Linked DNA regions of Mus musculus: regions 2, 3 and 4 are each linked to region 1. Evidence: chromatin contacts called from public promoter capture Hi-C data. All regions are on one chromosome and are shown on one strand. Each heading gives the region's core, a stretch centred on a gene start, on an enhancer-like site or on the middle of the called end of the contact. The rest is flanking DNA. Distances are from core to core; before and after follow the strand shown.

The links. Promoter capture Hi-C pulls out the DNA fragments that hold promoters and counts their contacts.
Region 2: a promoter capture Hi-C map of the SN4741 cell line shows a contact between it and region 1, with 2.6 times the contacts expected there. The contact joins the promoter of Krt14 here to the enhancer-like site in region 1. A contact is called at or near these places in 14 of 39 promoter capture datasets (the 3T3-L1 cell line, the SN4741 cell line, cranial neural crest and 8 more), 1 of 115 datasets of contacts at active chromatin or transcription factors (embryonic stem cells) and 2 of 9 other capture datasets (adipose tissue and embryonic stem cells).
Region 3: a promoter capture Hi-C map of trophoblast stem cells shows a contact between it and region 1, with 5 times the contacts expected there. The contact joins the promoter of Krt16 here to the enhancer-like site in region 1. A contact is called at or near these places in 14 of 39 promoter capture datasets (the 3T3-L1 cell line, 3T3-L1-derived adipocytes, cranial neural crest and 8 more) and 1 of 9 other capture datasets (liver).
Region 4: a contact with region 1 is called in a promoter capture Hi-C map of the SN4741 cell line, with 6 times the contacts expected there. The contact joins the promoter of Krt19 here to the enhancer-like site in region 1. A contact is called at or near these places in 14 of 39 promoter capture datasets (the SN4741 cell line, cranial neural crest, embryonic stem cells and 7 more) and 1 of 115 datasets of contacts at active chromatin or transcription factors (pancreatic cancer cells).

What each region holds. Positions count from the first base shown.
Region 1 is chr11:99,767,337-99,770,222 of GRCm38.p6, forward strand. No RefSeq gene overlaps it. Among named protein-coding and RNA genes, the nearest start is that of Gm11595, 4.1 kb to the right of the region's middle. Within about 2 kb of position 1,270, at least 9 of the 459 cell types and tissues checked have an H3K27ac peak or open chromatin away from gene starts, as enhancers often do. A contact at or near this core is called in the SN4741 cell line, pancreatic cancer cells and trophoblast stem cells, where this site is marked.
Region 2 is chr11:100,206,226-100,208,925 of GRCm38.p6, forward strand. Krt14 (keratin 14) reads right to left here and starts at 1,285. Exons shown (of 8, transcript NM_016958.2): 1 at 688-1,285. The coding sequence starts at 1,230.
Region 3 is chr11:100,247,451-100,250,530 of GRCm38.p6, forward strand. Krt16 (keratin 16) reads right to left here and starts at 1,452. Exons shown (of 8, transcript NM_008470.1): 1 at 922-1,452; 2 at 407-489; 3 at 112-268; 4 at 1-25. The coding sequence starts at 1,440.
Region 4 is chr11:100,144,663-100,147,693 of GRCm38.p6, forward strand. It overlaps Krt19 (keratin 19), which reads right to left and starts at 1,264. Exons shown (of 6, transcript NM_008471.3): 1 at 769-1,264. The coding sequence starts at 1,197.

The sequences.
Region 1 (2,886 bases), core at 20-2,519:
TAAGTGGTATTATACCAACTAGATTCCTGACTGCTGATGGCTTTTGTAGCACTATTAATAAAGCTATTGTGGAAATGGTAGGCATCTATCTATGTACAAATGGACACATACAGTGTAATATGTGTACACAGTGGGGGATTAACCAGCTATTAAGAATACAACCATAACAGAAAGTGGATGGAATTCAAGCTTATTGTGTTAAGCAAAAGTAGCCATATTCAAAAATTCAAGTATCAAATGTATTCTCTTGTATCTTTCACACATACATATACATGTATATGTGTGTGTACATATATGTATGTATATATATATAGGCATATATATGTACACCTATATATATATGCACACACACACATATATATATGCAACACACAAAAAAGGAAGATATTTGAAATTAAAATATATGCAGTTTGAAAATAGGAAAGAGAAAGGAGATTATTAGAGAGGGTCATTTGGAGATAGATGTGATAAACACAATTAAACAAAAACAATTTCTCTTCATGTATGAATATGTGACACTGTGATCTTTTGTATATGCTTGGGCTAGGGTATGGCACTATTTGGAGGTGTGGCCTTGTTGGAGTAAGTATGTCACTGTGGATGTGGGCTTTAACCTAGTCCTAATTGTCTGGAAGTCAGTATTTTGCTAGCTGCCTTCAGATGAAGATGTAGAACTCTCAGCTCCTCCTGTACCATGCCTGCCTGGATACTGCCATGCTCCCATCTTGATGATAATGGACTGAACCTCTGAACCTATACGCCAGCCCCAATTAAATGTTGTCCTTTATAATAAGACTTGCCTTGGTCGTGGTAAAACACTAAGACAGAAGTTAATACCAGGGACTGGAGTATTGCTGTGACAGGCCTGACCATGCTTTTTTTCTTTCTTTTTTTTCTTTTTACGTATTTTCCCCAATTACATTTCCAGTGCTATCCCAAACGTCCCCCACACCCTCCCCTCCACACTCCCCTACCTACCCATTCCCATTTTTTGGCTCTGGCATTCCCCTGTACTGGGGCATATAAAGTTTGCCTGTCCAATGGGCCTCTCTTTCCAGTGATAGCCGACTAGGCCATCTTTTTTTTTTTTGAATGTGGATTTGGGAGTTCGGATTTGGAAAGCATTGGAATGCTTTAAGTGGGGCTTAATGAGCCATCCTAGGAATATGGAAGACTTTTTTTGTTGTGAGTTATTTGAATTGTGCAGACCTGATCCAAGAGGTTTCAGTGGAAAAGAATTACATTATGTGGCTTTGGGACTCATTTTGTGGTATTTTGATGAGTCATGTGGCTGCTCCTTTGCCCTTGTCTGAAGAGTCTGCCTGAGGCTAAGGTGAAGATACTGGAGACTCAGATTAATTGCATTGACAAAGGAAGTCTCAGAAACAGCCTTGATGAAATTGTTCTCGGGTTAAGTCTCTTGAAGAGCATTTTAAACAAATGTAGTAAGATGAGAAAGGAAAAGTATAAAATACATGGTCCGAGTATTAAAAGGGTAACAGGAAGTGAAATGGTATCTTTCCTGTGTTCAAAGAGATAACAAATTAAGGGAGTGGGACTTTGGGGCAAGATCCTACCCAGCTAAATTTAGATCCAGGCATGGTGATATACACCTTTAATCTCAGGAGATAAAGTCAAACAGATCTCTGAGTTCAAGGCCAGCCTAAGACAGAGCAAATTCTAGGTGAAGAAAAGCTCAAATCCAGGCATGGTGGTACATACATTTAATCTCAGGAGAAAAGCATTCAACTCTCTGAGTTCAAAGTCAATCTACAGAACAAGATCCAGGACAGCAAAGCTTAGGCAGTGAAGGAGTTGGAAAAAAGGAAGCAAGTGGTAATGTAATAGAACAAGGGAGGCCATGTTCCAGCCCCAGCAAGTAGCAGAGCTCCGCAGCTTTGGCCACTGGCTCTGGCTTTAGAGTCTAGAATAGAAGGAACTACTGGGACAACTGATGCTGGTTAGCTCGAACTAAGAAATTAGTGGTGATTAAGAAGAGACCAGCATCACTGAGGTGAAATCTTCTGAGAAGTGTTTTCTGAGAGCACAAAGAAGCTGTGTTCAGAGATAGCCAAGGTTATACTTTGTGCTGCAGCTGTACTTGTTAATGTGTAAGAGTCACACAGGTGGTACTGGTTTTGAAGGCATGAAGGGGTCATGAAGAGCAGCTGATGCTAGGCACTGTGAGAAACCATGGAAGGCCATTAGTAAAAGTGCAGTTGACTGCCCAGGCCTGAAGGAGTCATGCAAAGGATTTGAATTATGACACTATGAAGAGAGCCTATGAGAGGGTATTAGTGAAGCCTGGTTGCAATGGAAGACCTCAGTGTGTTGGAGATGCCAGTACCATGGGACGATCACCAAGAACAGCAGCAATAGTGGAGTGGATCAACCTGAGCTTAGAGTGCTACAGAGAACAGAGCTGGAGAAGCCCTGAAGATCATGTGTGGATTCCAGACATTGAAACAAGAAACTATAACATGGAAGTTGCCTTGGAGACCTCAAGATGTTTGAGATGCCAGAGTCATGGGCTATCTGCTGAGAAAAGCTGCTAACAGGGAGTGGAAACAGCCCAGGTGAAAGAAGTTGTTGCAGTCAACAAAGATGAACAGGAGTAGGAGATCTGAAGACCAGTTTGACATCAGACATGAGGATGTAGAATTTGGAGTTTGCCTAGATGGTTTCCTGTCTTGCTTTGGGGATTACAGTTAAGTGACTGAATGAATCTCAAAAGAGACCTTGAACTTTTAACATTGTTGAGACTTCTATAGACTATAGAGACTCTGGAAATTGGACTAAATGTATTTTGCATTATGCTATGTTTAGGTAAGGCCCTCATAGACTCATAGGTTTGAACAAGCCTATGGGGGCCAGGGAGTGGGATGT
Region 2 (2,700 bases), core at 35-2,534, 440 kb after region 1:
CTGGCTGGAATTCCGGCCAGGGACCCGTCTAATTTCCGTAACTTATGCGAGGCACAAGAGCCAAGCAGGTTTAACAGGAGGAAGAAGAGGAGCTCTGGAAACACAGCTCCGCCAGGCTCCCTCTGGTTTGTAGTAAAAAAATATACGGGTCTTGATAGTTGTGGGTGTGGATTTTTCTACGTCTGCCTGACTATAGGGAGAGGCTATCTGGTGCCAAGGTTCATGGGCGGAGGCAGCCTCAGCCCAGACTAACAAGCTAATGAGCGGTTTGGGTGTCTAGCTCGGTGGGTCCCGTTACAGGCTCACTCCTCCCTTCTACTAAAGAGGTAAGTGCCCCCTGTAGCAGAGGGTGAGCCACCTGTGCTCTAACCTCAGTCCTGCACCGCCCCCTCTCTTGATCTTTAGCAAGACACAGCACCTCTCAACCTTCAACTTCCTCCTCTGCCAAATGCTAAGGGCAGGAACCATCAGTCTCACGTGGGCTAAGGACTGGAGCACATAAAAGCATGGAGTAAAGAAAGCCAGGGAGCAGCACCGTCTTCTCACTGACCAGCTCTATGGGGGATGGCCAGGGAGGGTCTCAGAGAGAGATACTGGGGACTAGAGACTGTCTTTCTAGGAGTCTAGTGATGATCTGAAGCCTTGGAGGACACTGGAATGGCAAGTCCTGCTGTCCATTTGACCCACCTTGCTCTTCAGGTCCTCGATGGTCTTGAAGTAGGGGCTGTAGTCTTTGATCTCAGTGGGCCGCTGCCTCTGGTACCAGTCCCGAATCTTCACCTCCAGTTCAGTGTTGGCCTCTTCCAGGGCACGCACCTTGTCCAGGTAGGTGGCCAGGCGGTCATTGAGGTTCTGCATGGTCACTTTCTCACTGCCCACCAGGAGCCCATCACCAATACCACCGCCAAGACCACCACCAAGACCACCACCAAAACCACCACCAAGACCACCACCAAAACCACCACCAAATCCATCAAATCGACCACCAAATCCACTACCAAGTCCTCCACCAAAACTGCTGCTGCTGAAGCTCCCACCATAGCCACCTCCAATCCCACAGGCTCCCCCAGAGGAGAAGCGAGAGGAGGTAACCGACATGCCCCCGTAGGTGCTGGGAGCCCGGCAGGATCCTCCAGCCAGGATGGAGGACATGCGGCTAGAGCCACCACCGATACCACAAGAGCCCTTCATGGAGCTGGAGGAGGTGAACTGGCGGCTGCAGGTGGCCATGGCTTTGAGAGAGGTGAGCAAGTGAGCGAGTGAGTCGGCAGAGAGAAGAGAGAGCTGCTCAGGTGTGTTAGAAAAGGATGATAGTGCTTTATAGTGGTGAGGAGGGGGCGGGCCTGGCGTATTCCATTCCCCTTGGCTTTCATCACTCCCAGGCCAGCGCCAACTCCCGATCAGATCCCTCCTCTCCTCCGCCTCATCATGTCTGTCATATTTTACTGGAAACTCATTGTTTGAAGTGTTTTGGGCTTTCTCGTCCCGCCAGGCATGATTCACCAGGGGAGGGGTGGGCCTGCGGGCTACACTTTCCCATGAGGCCCTGGGAGCCACAGCCCTTAGGAACCCACACTCTGGGCTCAGCTAGAATGACAAGTAGGGCCTTACCACACCATAAACCTGCTGACCTGTTAGTTCCCATTAAATGGGTGGGAGAGTCCTTTATTACACGTAGAAAAAGACCACCAGAGCAGGAGACTGGCACTTAGCTGGAGGTACATTGGCGTGGCCACCCTCAGCGCTACCTGCTAAGGACTAGCTATCTGTCACATCCTCAGCCAGCCAGGTGGCTCAGACTCAAGGCAGCTTCCCCTGAGCCCTGGGTACAGACCCTAATATCCACCACACACCTACACGCAGATCTGTGACAATAGCTATTAGGTCACCAAAGGACTCAGAGACACAACCAGAGACACTGAGAAACAGCACAGAGTCAGGCTCTTCTCAGAGCCCTCATTTGCTCTTCTGAAAAGTGGGAGGAAAGAGCATCCACCCATTGTTTCTACTGCAGAAAGCTCTGAGGGTTAACTTTGGGTGGCACAGAGTCTGGCCAGAGGGTTGAAACTTATTTTGACCTCAAAGCAGGTAAGGGCACATGCCTGGAACAAGCCTAGAGAGATTTGTTTGTCTGTTCATTTGTTTGTTTGTTTGTTTGTTTCCAGCCCCAGATGTCCTCTCGGATGCCAAGATAGCTGAGCTGAGAGGCAGAGGGCTGACTCAGACATCCTCACTTCATCTCCCATGGAGCTCACCCAAGACACGTATGGGGAGGAGGAACGCAGGCACCTGGGAGGAAGGCAGGACTGAGCCAAGGGCATAATAGCCAAAGTGGACGAGAGGGTTTCTGACTCCTGAGTCCCTGAGGATCAGGGGACAGCTCCAAGAACCCAGCTAATTCTGCTTCAGAGGTTTGTATATCAAGCTTCAACTATCCCCAGAACACCCACTTCCTGCCCCTCAGCTCCATAGACCCCTGCAGGCATGTCGGGAGGAATGTGGTCGTGTCTGGGACTGCCTGGCACGTCCTATCTTCCCAGACAGGCCCCAACAGCCCCCGCTGAGGCTCCTGCACTGTTCTTGGTATCAACTGCTCCCAGAAAGGACATAGCACCTTAGATAGCCAATCCCACCTGACCCTTCCTGCCACCAAAGCAGAAATCAACGCCCTCCCCACACCAGGGCTTAAAAACTCAGAAG
Region 3 (3,080 bases), core at 202-2,701, 480 kb after region 1:
TCTGACCCCTCAAGGCAAGCATCTCCTAGGAAAGATCACAAGAGCATGGTCACATCTCCTGGGAAACTCACCACACCAGCCCTCCATCCCCAAACCCAGCAGGAGCCACACCTCCTCATGGTTCTTCTTCAGGAAGGCCAGCTCTTCTCTGAGGTTTTCAATCTGCATTTCCAGGTCAGCTCTGGACAGGGTCAGCTCATCTAGCACCTTGCGCAGGCCATTGATGTCACCCTCCACGGACTGCCGCAAGAACAGCTCATTCTCGTACCTGGAAGGAGAGAAGTCAAAGCTGAAGATGGACCTACTGTGTCCCTGGCCTCTGCCCTCTGCCCTCTGCCCTCTGCCCTCTGCCCTCTGCCCTCTGCCCTCTGCCCTCTGCCCTCTGCCCAGCATTTTGGCTGCTCACTTGGTCCTGAAGTCATCAGCTGCCAGCCTGGCATTGTCAATCTGCAAAGTGAACTGTGCATTCTCCTGGGTGGCAATAATGATCTAGAGAGAAAATGAAAAGATGCGAAGTCAGATCACCCAGAGACCCTACGACTCAAGGACAGAGAAGAGCAAAAGGAGCCACCCCAAGCCCAGCAGGCCAGCTCCTAAAGCTTCCAACAGCTGATTACATACTTCTCTACACAGCTCAAGTTATATGCACGTGCACTCATGTCTACCATCACCCCTATCCTGGGCACAGAGTTAAGGAGCTAAGCTTGCAGCATAAAGTATCCTCCAGGAGATTAAGAGTCAGGGTCCCAGGTCCACCTGAGGCATGGATGTTCTTAAAGGACCCTCAGCCCCTGCTCTGGATAAGTATGACCATTAACCTCCAAAGGTCTTTAGTCTTCTTGCCTATGTATTAGCCTCTCTAAAACTGTCTTTGCTAAAGGCCACTGTAGTTCTAACCTCTCATCCACCAGAGCCACCCACCTTGCTCTTCAGGTCCTCAATGGTCTTGAAGTAGGGGCTGTAGTCTTTGATCTCAGTGGGCCGCTGCCTCTGGTACCAGTCCCGGATCTTCACCTCCAGGTCTCTGTTGGCCTCTTCCAGGGCACGCACCTTGTCCAGGTAGGTGGCCAGGCGGTCATTGAGGTTCTGCATGGTCACTTTCTCACTGCCCACCAGGAGCCCATCACCAATACCACCGCCAAGACCACCACCAAGACCAGCACCAAAACCACCACCAAATCCATCAAATCGACCACCAAATCCACTACCAAGTCCTCCACCAAAACTGCTGCTGCTGAAGCTCCCACCATAGCCACCTCCAATCCCACAGACTCCCCCAGAGGAGAAGCGAGAGGAGGTAACTGACATGCCCCCGCAGGTGCTGGGAGCCCGGCAGGATCCTCCAGCCAGGATGGAGGACATGCGGCTAGAGCCACCACCGATGCCACAGGAGCCCTTCATGGAGCTGGAGGAGGTGAACTGGCGGCTGCAGGTGGCCATGCTGAGGAACTGGAGAGTGTGGGCAAGTGAGCAGGGAGAAGAGAGAACTGCTCAGTGGAGGCTGCAGATGCTGAGGGTGCCTCAGACTCCAGGTTCTTTTATATGCACCAGGGGAAGGCGGGACCTCCAACTGCTGACTCCAGTTCCCCTGGGGATTTCCTCAGTCAGTCCTGTCTAACACCCTATTCTGGGTTGTTCAGCCCAGGGTGGACTCTCTCTCTTCCATTGCTGGCTCAGAGTTCCTGCCCAGATCTGTGGGTGTGGGGCCAAGAGAAAAACACACAAATTCAAGTCACTACTGACTCACGTTGTGTAGTCAGAAATGGGCTTCTGTTCCAGGAGCCTGAGGGGAGAGCAACAAGGAGCCCTAGGTGCAGGCAACCTCTGGCAGGCGCGTCCTCAGGCTGTGAGTCAACCAGTCCCTGCCCCACAGTGAGAACCTTTGGTGGCTAGAGTCTCACTGATGTCATCCCAAAGTTGGATACTGTCGTATGAATCCTACAAGGCACGTGGTAGACCTAGGTTGTTCAACAGGGATCCTGAAGTCTTTCACCTCCCCTCTCTGTGCCTGCTCTCCCTCCACAGGGACAAGTCTGGGCTGGGTAGCTGCAGTCCTTTCTAGTTCTAAAAAATCAGAGGTTTCCATTCCCATAGGATCTAGTTTGCATTTGGAAGCTGCCTTTGAGACACCAGGATGTCCAGAGTGGTGTCCACCATAGCATCCACACACTATGCTGCCACAGACCCACTGCCTCTCACTCACTGCCCAGTACAGAGGACCTTGTCATCCTTCTGGGCCTCAGTTCTTTTAGGACACATACAAGTCACAAAGAAGCATGCCTGCAGGACCCTTTCCCTGTGGTCAGCCTCTCCATCCTCCCTCTGCAACCTTGCTGCTTTTCGATCCAACCTTTACATTCTGACTCCTAACGTAAAACCCCTGCACTAAGAGAATGCCCAGCCACAGCTCCTCCATGCCACCTCCTGCCCTCACCCACTCAGGGACACCCCCTTGCTCTGCTGTGGATTCAGTAGAAGGGAATTCTATCTTGCTTCTAATACTGTCTGTCTGTCAACAGCCCTACCCCCACTCTGCCCCTTCATGGTCTCAGAGTTCCCATGTGGAAACCATCTTGCCCAGGAACTGCTCAAGCTGGGCGTGGTATCTTTGTTCGCCCAGTGTGCACAGGGCTTTGCACTGGTAAGGAATACCTGTCATGCTTGCTACACACTTCTCAGAAGCAGGCCCATGGTGGGTGTTGTTCCCAACACCAATCTACAGGTGACAGAGGCTCAGTAGGTTCCCGGAACATTAGACTCTTCACCATCAAGAATCTCTCTCTGCCCCTCTCAAATTCACATCATTTCTTGATCCTTGGATTAACCTTGTAGGTGACAAGGACTGAGGAAGAACACGAGAGTGATGGGAGTCAACCAGTGCCACTAAACTTATAGCCATGAAGCCAGAACTCTCCAGGCTCCCATGATGCCTTGCAGGCAGGAGCCAGGTAAGCCCAATGCTCACCTCCCTGCCCATAGTGCTTGGTAGGAGCTCTGACCACAATGGGCATAGCCTCGGCCTGAGAGCAAGGATGGAGTCTGGGCCCAAAAGCAGTCTCTTGGATCCCATGAGGCCACAC
Region 4 (3,031 bases), core at 14-2,513, 380 kb after region 1:
TTGTCTGTCTGTCTGTCTGTCTGTCTGTCTGTCTGTCTGTTCGGGCTGTTTGACGGCCGGGTGGGAGCCTAGAGACTCATGTAGCCCTGACTAGATTCAAGTTAACTGTAGCTGGGCATAGCTATGAACTCATCCACCTGCTCCTGGGATTACAGGCCTGAGCTACCACACCTCACTGGAAGTTTTTTTTTTTAAGATCTGGTTTTACTGTGCAGCCCCCAGGTTTTACATTCTTCTCGTAGCTCCGTGTGAGCCTAGGTGGTCCCCTGGGCTGGAGAGGAGGAGAGTGAGAGGACAGCTGCTGTAAAGAAAACCAGACAGGAACAACCCACACAACTGGAGAAAGCAATGCTCAAGAGTCCCAGAAGAGGGCCACAGGCTCAGGTGACCTCTGAGCCTACAGACTAATATCCGGCAGCTCCCCAGCCCTCCCCAACACCCCACCCCCAGCTGAGGCTGCGGCTCGGTATCTTCATCTCTGGGCAGCCCAAAGCTGTGTTAAATGCTCTCTTTGGATAGATATCCCTGACTATCCAAGCAGGTCCCCACCGCTTCCGAAAGCCCCACCCACTTAACCTGTCTCAGTTCCCTTCCACCCCGCCTCCACTCGAATCCCAGGGTCCAGCCCAGACTTTGTGCCCCACCCTGCGGGTTCCTGCCCGGCCCGTAGTAACGGGCTTGTCCACCCGCGGGCTGAGTTTCCACAACCTCCCCGCCCTGCCGCACCACCCCAACAGGTGCACCTCCCAGGGCCTGGCCGCTACCCACCTTGTCGCGCAAGTCCTCGATGGTCTTAAAGTAGTGGTTGTAATCTCGGGAGGGTCCGGGTCCCTGCTTCTGGTACCAGTCGCGGATCTTCACCTCCAGCTCGCCATTGGCCTGCTCTAGGGCGCGCACCTTGTCCAAGTAGGAGGCGAGACGATCATTGAGGTTTTGCATGGTGATCTTCTCATTGCCAGACAGCAGCCCATCAGACACAGCCAGGGTCCCACTAAAACTTCCACCGCGGACTCCGCCATAGCTCCCGGAGGACGAGGTCACGAAGCGGGTGGAGGACACGGACACGCCGCGGCCACCTGAGCCCCCGTGGATGCTGGGTGCGCGGAAAACACCCCCTGACCCAATGCGTACTGAACCCCCGCCCGTACCCCCAAAGGAAGACATAGCTGAGGTCTGGCGATAGCTATAGGAAGTCATGATGAGGAGGGAGACCAGAGCGAAGGAAAAAGGGACGCAGGTCTGAGAACTGCTGGCCGCAGGAGGAGTGACAAGGCCCTCACCTGTGGCTTTTTATGCCCGGGGCGGGAAGGGGGATGGAGATGTTGAAGGGGCGGGTATCAGAAATTTCCAAGCTCCCAGAGTGCAAATATGGGCTCTTTCCCCATTGGTCAATTCCTGGCGATTCTGCTCCTACCTCTCCCCTCCCAGGAGCCAGAGGTCTCAGTCCTTCCCAGAGCTGCCCCGCCCCAGCCCACTCCAAAGCTACTGCCAACATGTCACGTCCCTTTTCTGGCCCTTCAGCCCCTTACTACACAGGCTTAGACAACTCTAACTTCCGGAGTGACGATATCACTCTGGCCCTTTAAAACCTCCAGGAATTTGACACCCTTAGAAATCACACCCCTCTGAGCCCCAACTCAGTGACTTACTCTGAGAGTGCCCCCTCTGGAATAATGTTAATAAATCCCTCCCTCCTTGTGATAATAATTCGTGCAGTTAAGCTCCAGGCTTCCTGACTTTCTGAGACAAGGTTGCCCCACCCTGCTGCCACAATGTCCTAGGTGGCAATAGGTACAGCTGCAGGGAACACTAGGCCACCAAAGTGGCTTCTTTACACTCCTGCTAAATGCTCAATCTGAAGCATGGCTGACCCAGCTCAGAAACTCGACCCTCACCCCCACCAAGACACCTCCACCCTTCCCTGCCCAAGTCTCAAGACGCACTTAACAAGACCTCTAATTGAGTTTCTTTAATAAGCCGGAGATGAGGACTCTCAGCCTGGCTGAGGCAGATCACCTGCCCATAAGGCATTTGGCACCTTCCACCCAGAGACAGAAATGGCACAGAAGCTGTCCCCCTTGAGCAGTCCTGAGGAGGTATTAAAAGGCTGCAGGCTGAATCCAGGGGACCTCAGAACCCTCCTAGAGCAGAGGTGAAGGAGAGAGTGAGCTAAAGTCAGCAGCACAGAGTGGGACATCTTCATAATGGAAGGAGCCCTTCTCCACTCCCAGCCTGCAGTGCAACAATTCCAGATCTTTCTGGATCTTTCCCTTGGGCCGGACCCCCTGATACCCACTATAGGGGTACTTCGATAGCTTCACCCCGAAATTCCTGACCACCCCATCTCAACAGTCCTTAGTGGTGGCCCGCAGTACCTTCTTTTTTGTCAGAGCTGTCTCTGTCTGAGGACAGAAACCCTGTGTGTCCTGAGAGGGGGATTGGGAACAGGGAGATGGGCCAACCACTTCCTAGCTCAAAGGCCTCAGTTTCCCCCTGTGAAATGAAGAGTGTTCAAAGTCAGTCCTCTTGTCTTCACATTATCAGCAGGGTTTTCTATGACTATATAAAGAATTTGATCTTCTAAAACCCAGCACTGTCTTCTAGCCACCATCCTCTCTAGGAAGAAGGTAGCAACAGTACTTTTACATACATACACACACGCACACACATATACACATGCACACACACTTATACACAAATTGCACACACGTACACATACACACACATATACACATGCACACACTTATGCACACACCTACACATGTACACACTTACACATATACACACACATACAAACACACCTAGGCACACACTTACACACTTATATACATTTATATACACATGCACACACACTTGACTTGCACACACACATATACACACATGCACTTACACACACACACATATTTATATATACATGCACACACATTTGACTTGCACACATTTGCACATACACACACACACACCTTCCATGAGTGACTATAAATTAGGGAATCAGTGGTAGAAGGACTCTAGGGAGCCCCAAGCCAGTCAG